Linked DNA regions of Athene noctua: region 2 is linked to region 1. A link is a contact called in public Hi-C data. All regions are on one chromosome and are shown on one strand. The core of a region is the stretch at or near the end of the contact, and the rest is flanking DNA. Distances in the headings are between cores, read along the strand shown.

Region 1 (4,333 bases), core at 1,016-3,515:
TAACAAGGTCTCCAGTACAAACCACGTGAAGATTAAGCTTTCTGACACTACACTAACACATCTATCCCCACGTCTCCTTCGGGAGATGACTGACCCTCCCTAGAGGGGTCAGAGGTCCAAGAGAAGGGTCTTACCGTGGATCCTAAAGTCCTCCTCAAAGCACTTGCGGTTGAGCAGGAACTCTGGCCCTTCTGTGTAGCTGTACAGCTCTGCCAAAAGAGCACAGAGGAGAATCTCTAACAACATGCACCAAGGTGCTGGAGAAAGCTGCAACCTGGCCATGTTAATTGTAATTCTATCTAAGATGAGGAAAATGCAAAACACACACCCAGAATAAGGCTAAAAAAAAAAATTGCATGATATCACTTCCCTTTTAACATGAATAAGGTGTTTAAAGACAATAATGGAGCAATACTGGAGCTGACAGCTCCTTTAAGCACTACCAGGAAAGAAAATCATGGCTGATTAATTGATCCATCAAGATGAGTCCCTTACCAGAGAGCTCTGCTGCCCACTTGTCGGTATCTGCATATTCAAACTCCAAGTCTGGGGACTCCGAATAACCCTGAAAGCAGAGGAAGAATTCAGTTAAATTACAGAGTTTTTTCAGGAAAACCAAAATCCCCCAAGACATTCACAATTCACCTCATGCTCCCGCGAATCCAGGATTATATCTTCTGTTTAAGAGACCAAAAATGTACCCGCAGCAGCGTAAACGTTACCAAGGCAACTCCTACCCACCTCCTGCATCTCCATCCCAGCTCCGCCGCATTGAGCCATGCTGCGCTTCGCTGGTGGGCAGCCCCTGCCACTGCACCACCTCTAAAACACTCCGGGAGCCCCAAAAGGCCAAAAAATAAAGCAGGAGACGGGGTGTATTTAATCTCAGGGTGGGAGAGACTTATGGTGGGACTAGGGAGCTCCCAGAGCTCACTCATTTTGTACAGATGTCTAAAAATTTGGGCTATCCCCCCAAAGGGATGCCAGCAGATGTGATTAGTGAAAATGAAACTCCAAGCAGCTTCGGTGAGCCTGGAAAAACATCCAGAAGGCTTACAGCCCAAAACATCTGCTTCCTTTAAGTAAGACATTGACGTGGATCCCCCAGCAAAACCCTCCCGAATCTCGGGGCACCTACTCCTGAGCGAGGGGCAGATCCAGGCCCCCAGATGCTTGACGGGTAGAAGGTTTGTGCTGCTCTGCAGGGCTGGGAGCCGTTTGCCAGCCCCCGAGGCTGCCGCAGCCCTCCTCACAGCCCTCTCCTGTCACTTCAGGGAGCGTCCCCCACCCTGGAGAGGATGCCCATGAAAGCCGATGGCTCTGAGTCACCCCAGGAATGAAACCGGGTTTGGGGGGCACGATGGAAAAGTCAAGGGATCCATCAGCTCCCCCCAGGCCCATACAACTCTGCTGATCCCCCACAGCTCAGGGGTCCCTGCCAGGACCTCGGTGTCTCTTTGGAGGGGTCGGTCACCTTCCGCCAGAGCCACCCCTGGACCGACCCGAGTCACCGGGACCCGTCAACCCAGCCCTCGCCGCGCAGGGCCGGTATTGACCGGCAAAACTGGAGAGAAGCCCCCGGCCCGGGCGGTGAGAGCCCAGAGCAGCCTGGAAGGAGAGTGACCGCTGTCGGGCCCATGTGGGGGGCTGGGACGGAGCCACCCTCATGCCCCTGACAGGACAAACCGACCCGGACTTGGGGAAGAGATGAACAGGAAACCGGCACCGACCCGAGCCCGGAACCGACCCAGGCGGGGCTCTGGGCAGAGCCGGTAACAAACGGGCCTGGCAGCGAGAGGTCTCTCGGCTCCGCAGAGCTGCTGCCGGCCCGCACAGCCGCCGGTTTTGGGCCCCAGGGGAACCGGCACCGAAGCACCGGCTCCTGGGGGAGCGGCCGGTCCAGGACCGGCCCGGGGGAAGGCGAAGCCCAAGCAGGGCGGGCAGCACCGCGCGGGTCAGGGCTGAAGAAGACGGCGGAGCCCACCGGCACCGCACGGGCAGGCCCCGGGCCCACGGCGGGGAGGACAACGCGGCCCGGCCCGGCCCGCCCCGCCCGGGAAGGCCGCCCCCACCCCGCAGAGCCGGGCCCGGCGGCAGCGGCGCTGACCTCGGAGTCCTTGCGCGGCGGGCGGCCCAGGTCACGGGCCTTGCCGGGCGGCGCCGCCCCGCCGCGGGGCTTGTTGTTGCCCGGGAGCGGCCCCGCGCCCCCAACGCCGCCGCCGCCCGGCTCCATGTCGGCCGCCCTCCACCGCGCCGAGCTCTCGCGAGGACTCACCCCTCCCTCTCGCGGGAGCGGCAGGGAGAGCCGGGGCAGCGCCGCCGCCATGTTGGGAGTGGCACCGCCGGGTGTGGAGGGGGTTGGCTCCCGCCGCTCGGGCCGCTGCGATGTGGCTCCGTCCGCCGGCCCCGCCGCGGCGGCCCCGTCACCGCCCAGCGCCGCCCGCCCCCGGCGGCCACGACCGGGGCGGCACCCGGCCGGCCGGCGAGCTCCGCCCCCGCGCGGCCATCTTAGGTGTGGCGCGCCGCGGGCCTCCGCCATGTCGGGAGCGGCACTTCCGCCTTCGCGGGGAGGCGGTGCCCGGCCGCCTGAGGCCGCCATGTTGGGAGTGGCAGGAAGAGGCCTGGAACAAGTGAAATGTTTAAATCAGGCGGCTTGGGGGGCTCAGACCCCAAAGAGAGCGAGTACTAGAGGGCTCAGAGGGGAGCCAGACCCCAACAGAAGGGCCTGATGGGGTTTAAACCCCAAGTGAAAGGGCCTTGAGGGGCTCTGAGGGCGTCAGACCCCAAAATCCAGGGCCTTGGTGAGGCCCAAAAAGCCCATCTGGAGGCAACCAAAGGCAGAGCCTAGGCCAGGGCTTAAATCTCAGAACGAACCCAGGGTCCCCAAGGGATTGTATGTGCTCAACTCTTCCAAATAAACTGCCCACAAGCAAAATCGCTTTGTTTTTCCTAATAGTTTAATTAGACTTTAATGATTTATTGCTCATCTGCAAGGATTAATATTGCATTCATTAAAAATCATTCATATACAAAATAAACCTCTCCCTCCCGGCCCGACGCTGCCACCGCCATCCCCGGGCTCCCCACCCCCCATGACATGGCTTATACAGAGATGGAGCCCTTAGGGTCAGACCTCGGCCTAACGTGGATGGGAAAGGGGGGGGACCATGACCCCCAAGCACAGGGGTCCCAGCGTGGGTCCCCTCACAGGGAAGGGGGATGCTCTCGCCCCCCTCTCCCCGCCCATCCCAGCTCACTGAGCCAGGCATTGAGTCCCTCACAAAGTTTAAGGGAGGGTAGAGGGGACCCTGCAAGGCAGGCGATCCCCAAAAATCTGTGGGGAGGGCAAGTGACCCAGCGACAGTCCAGGAAGAGACCGGGCAGGGTGAGAAAGAATAGTCTAAGGAGAAGGAGACTGAGGGGAAGAGAGGAGGGTGATTAAAGCCATGAGCACCCCTCCCACCTTCCTCCCATCCTCACAAAGGAGCTTTGCACCCCCTGGGAAACAGCAGCACCCCCAACCCTGCAAAGCCCCAGGGAGGGACCCAGCCAGGCAGCGCTAAAAAGGCAGCCCCAGTCCGTGGGAGGAGGTGACCAGAGGTGAAGGAGCAGCCCCAGTCACAGGTACACAACATCTCCATTATCTGTGTACCGGGAGATGCAGGCAGCGAGGGTCCTCCTTCCCTTCACACTCTGGCCTTGGCTGGGGGAAGAAAGAGGCAATTTGAGGAGGATAAAAAAAGCCAAGAGAAACCTCACTGGGTTGGAAGGAGCTTCCCCTGCCCTGGGACAAGCTGTAAGAGATGGAAAAGAGAAACAAGTCACCAGTGAGGACGGCAAAGGAGGATGAACCGATGAGAGTGGCTGAAACGCACTGCGAGAGGGCAGGGAAGGGCTGAGAAAGCCCAGCGCGAGGGCCGGGGCAGCAGAGGGCTTTGCGCAGGTCTGTGGTGTAGAGGGCCCAGGCTGGGGTAGGGGGAAGGCTCATCTCTGCGTCCGTCTCAAAAAAAAAAGTGAAACACACCACCCCACCCCCCAAAAAAAAACCCCACCCCAGACACCCTTAAAACCACGCCGTGCTTCTCTCAGTGGGAGATGGGGCCGCTCAGACACAGCGAGCATCTGCATTCAGCAGGCAGCTGCATCCTCGACGCTTCCCCCCTCCTCCCCGCCTTAAAACATCTCTTTAAGGATCAAAAAGAAAAAGAAGAAAAAACAAACAAACAAAAGATGTTTTTAACTCAATTAAGGTGCAGTTTGGCTAAAAAACCTAGGAGAGATGAGGATAATGCTGGGTAAGCGACCCCCGTCTGAATTCAGATTAGCACCCTGA
Region 2 (4,333 bases), core at 1,085-3,584, 170 kb before region 1:
TGCCCCCAAAGATGACCACACTCCCTGTTGTCTCACTGGATGATGCAAAAAAGAAAAATAGTGGAGGGTTTGCCATGTGGCTTCAGTGCAGTGGGGCTGCATGTCCCATGGGGTGAGATGCCGCTTGTGATGCCACGGTCACATCTGTCTCCTCCTTGTTAGAGAGCAGCAGTGAGGCAGTGGTACAGCAGCAGTGTGTGCCAGCGCCTTGGCACCCAGAAAAGGGGGAAAAGGGAGCATGTGGCTGGAAACTAGAGAGGTTTCCCTGCAAGTCATAAGCTCCCCAGTGAGTCTGGTGGCCACCTGCTATGAGCCCCCCGGTCTTTGCATCTCGGGACAACAGCTGGATGGCAGCAGTGACAGCAGAGGAGCTGGAGCCACCAGCAAATGCAACGATCTGCATGAGCTTCGTCTGCTGCCTTCCCCAGCCCTTGAGACCCACATGGCTTACCGGGACAGATAGACTGAGAAGAGGTTCTCCTCCAGCAAGCTCTCATTCACCAAATTATCAAACACTGGTGTGATCCCATCAGCAGCCAGATTTGGGTAGCCCAAGCCCAGGATCCCATCAAATTTGACATGGACAAAAAACTGGCCGGGCTCGGTGGTGCTCAAGCCAAATTGCTGGTTGATGTCCACCAGAGATGCAAGCTAGGAACAAGGAGGGTGATGTAAGATATGGATCACTGCAATATCGATGTCAATCAGGTGGAGAAGGCACAAGGGACCCCCACTGGAAATGCCACCGTGACACTCACAGTGACGGTGTCGGAGCCCACGGTGCCCTCCATGGCGCCGGTGCCATACTGGATAGACAAGTTCTGCCCCGTTCTTTTGTAGGTGGAGGATTGCGATGGGTTAAACATCTGATGGTTTTCTAGAAGGTAAGTGGGAAAATCAGAAACGAAGACTTTCAGCAAGGCTAAGCTGTAAGGGAAGCGTGGGAGGAGGAACCCTGCTGAATTGCTGTTTAGACCTGCCATTTATTATCCTGCGTTATTTAGCTGTGAGCATTTGCTGTCCCTGCCCCTCCTCCAGCGACCAGGGATCTGCAGGAAATCCCATCATTCCCTTTGGACAGATGGGGAAACTGAGGCACTGAGCACTAAGCACATGACCCTGTGGAGTACAGCATGGAGTAGTTCCTACACTCCAAATACTCATCTCGCCAGTGCATTTCCCAGGTGCTACGGACCCGGCACCATGGGGTCTGCTCATTGCACTGCCTAGTGCCCCCTGGTCCCCTGGCAATGTCACCCCAACCTTTGGACTCAATTGTGCAGTTATAAGCCCAAGATATGCTGCTGGACCCAGCTGTGCCAAACGGGGAGCCCTGCCTGCCCCTACTTACGGCAAGCCGGGCTGGTGCAGGAGACGGAGGGAACCCAGAGGTTGGAGGAGCCGGTGTCGAAGACCACGGTGAAGTCCTGTGGTGGGGTGCCAATGGAGATGGCCCCATAGTACTCCATCTGTGGCGAAGCAGGACCAAGAGTTGCTTTTAAGGCATGAAAACAAACCTGGAACTTCCCCAGGCTTGCAACCTTCATGGTCCCCTTCTTCATGGAGACACCTTGCTCCTAGCAGAGCTGCTGGGGGCACATTTCAGTGTCCTGGCTCTGTCCAGAGCCACCAGCAGGGGCAAGAAGGGGCAAAGGATGTGAGCTGAAGGCTTTGGGGTAAAAGGATTTGGGTTTGGCCCATGCACAGCACAGACATGGGGATGGGCATCCCACAAACTCCCCCAGGGCTGTGCCGCTGGGGATCAAAGCCAATACTCACGTCAAGGGTGTTCAGCAGGGGCTCGGTGGCCACTTTGGTCCCGTTGGGAAAAGCATGTGGGAATTTGGTGCCAATGTCATAGTGGTGATGCTGGAAGAAGTGGTGCAGCAAAGCCTTCTCCCTGAGGACCTGTCTCAGCTTCTTCCCCCTTTCCAAGCGCAGCCTGGCACAAGCACCAAAGAAAAAATAAGTTAGATGGGATTCTGCTGCCTGCAGCTTCTGCAAGCAGCATTTGACACCTTCAATATTTGTGCTGATACAACAGCAGAAGCCCAGTGGACTCCCCCAAAACACTGAGTCAGGGATTTCTGCAAAACCTCAAAGCACCTCCAGAAACCAGATCCCTGCCAGGCACCCCCCCACGCCTCCTCTGCACCCCTGCAGCAGCTTTCCCAGACCTCAGCTCCCCTTCTCAAACCCATTAAAAGGCTCTGAGCTCTCATTTTCCCCCTTCAGTCTGACTCGGGTGGCCTGTGAGAGCAATGCTACAGCGACTTACTTGGTGATGCCCTGGGAGAGGGCAGAGGCAGCGCAGAGGAGCACGAGGAACCGCATTGTGCCGGGGCTACCAGGGCAAACACCCGGGGGTTTATATAGCCCCTGCGCACCCCACCTGCGGTACCAAGCGCCACCGGGACTGCTGCTGCCCCATCCCCTCCAGTGGGCACCCAGCCAAGGCAGGTGACACCCAGGCACTGAAGGACACGGCAAACATCAGCTAAATTCAAGGTGTCACCCGACAAGGTGGGGGGACACTCACACCGTGCTGACCATGGTACCCTAACACAGGCCCTGTGCTCCCCCTGTATCCCCCCTCCAAACCCTCCATCCTTCAGCACCCCAAATCCTTCACCACAACCAGGCACTGCCTGCGTGGGGGCATCATTTTGACTTTTCATTTTGGCATCCAAAGCCATTGTGCGCAGCAGGGGGACACCCCCTCCCCCCCTCCATGTATGGGTGTCTCTCCCAGCTGGGATGGGGAAGGGGGCCCCACGGGGTGCTGATATGTGCGTACACCCCGGGGAGGTGTGTGCCTGGGGTGTACGCACGTTTTGACACTCTGGTGCCCGCTGTTATCAGCAAAAACCAATTAGTACAGTGGGGTGCAAACAGGCTGCGGAAAGGTGACCCTGCAGCACGCTGACCCCTCTCAGTGTGGTTTGCCCAGCGATACGGGGACCATTAAAACCAGATTAAAACTCCTAATGAGTGCCCGCAGCGATAGTGGCTCCAGGCATCAGGTCGACTTTTGCAGGATGCAAAGAGGAGAGAGGGAAGGAGGCGGCTGTCGGAGGTGATGCTGAGCGATGCGGGATGAGGATCCTGGTTTTATTGGAGCATCATGGCCCAAGCCCCTACACCCCCTCCAGAGGCCTGAAACTTGGTGGCAGCTGCTGGTGTCTCTGCAGGACAATGGGTTTCTCTGATGACAGTGTGGAAAAGCCAACAAACCCTTTTTTTTTATTATTATTTTTTTCTTTATGGTTTGAATTTCCTAGCAGGGTTTCCACTATGTAGAAAGGATGCTGTGGGCAGAGCGACCCCATCCCTGTGCTGCTGGGACGGTCCCCTCCGCTGTGGGGGGGAAGGTGGGTTTCTGTGATGGGGCTGGGTCTTGTCATGGAGTAAAACACGAATTAATAATGATTTTTTTCAGTAGAGGGAAGGGAACCAGCTGAAATTGTCTGGTTAATTTGTACAGGAGTGGGAAGGGGCGGGGACGGGGCTATGGAGGCCAAAAAGGCAACAAGGCACAATCCCAATTTGGCCCCAGACATGAGTTTAAAGCTATTGGGATGAAGTGCAGAAACCTGGTGGGACCAAAAACCTCTGTCCAAACAAAAAAAATAATATAAATAAATAAAAATAATAAACCAAATACATTAATATATATATTAATATAAATATAAAGATAGCTAATATATACAACAAAGAATAGTAATGATGTTATTGTTATAATCTTAGTATAGTATATATGATATATAAGATGTGTGTTTAATAAAAATAATAAAAATAAATGACATTTATCTATTTAAATATTTTATATATATTTATATATAATAAAAATATCTAAAGCTCACAAAGTCCAGTAACCCTGCTAGTAGATAAGCAGCTTCTCCAAGGCTGCTGTCCCTGCTCAAGATGGGCGTCGCTGCAAGTTTCTGTAGAGAGAAATGTAGGGTGGGAGCAATAATTTGTACTTGGTGTAGAAGTGGGGATGGGCTTGATGTGTATTTTAGCGGGGGAATTGCACGATGCTGTTTGGTAACCACACAGGCAGTTGTTTCAGGTGTTGACTGGTCAGACCCGGGAGCATCACCGGGATGTGGTGCCGGGTCTGGGACCCCCCGGCCGTGGCCTGGCCGGGTCCCAGCCTGTGCTGGCTGGTGCAGCCGGACATGGTTCACCTTGGAGCCAGAACATCAAACAGCGAGCGGGGAAACGCAGGTGCAGGAGGACGAGAGGGGCACTTGGCACCGCGCCGTGGGGAGCAGCAGCTCCCGGGAAGCAAACAGCCCCCCGTGCCCCTGGTGATGAGGGTGTATTGACT

The links. Hi-C and Micro-C count contacts between places; a contact is called where the count stands out from the background.
Region 2: a contact with region 1 is called in a Hi-C map of heart, with 2.6 times the contacts expected there. The contact joins the promoter of LOC141969589 here to the promoter of STRIP1 in region 1. A contact is called at or near these places in 2 of 2 Hi-C or Micro-C datasets (heart and liver).

What each region holds. Positions count from the first base shown.
Region 1 is chr23:3,506,413-3,510,745 of bAthNoc1.hap1.1, reverse strand. STRIP1 (striatin interacting protein 1) reads right to left here and starts at 2,265. Exons shown (of 21, transcript XM_074925629.1): 1 at 2,108-2,265; 2 at 496-565; 3 at 135-209. The coding sequence starts at 2,233. AHCYL1 (adenosylhomocysteinase like 1) reads right to left here. Exons shown (of 17, transcript XM_074925272.1): 17 at 2,940-4,333.
Region 2 is chr23:3,676,410-3,680,742 of bAthNoc1.hap1.1, reverse strand. LOC141969589 (embryonic pepsinogen-like) reads right to left here and starts at 2,334. Exons shown (of 9, transcript XM_074925523.1): 1 at 2,279-2,334; 2 at 1,780-1,942; 3 at 1,352-1,469; 4 at 759-877; 5 at 452-651; 6 at 1-35. The coding sequence starts at 2,334.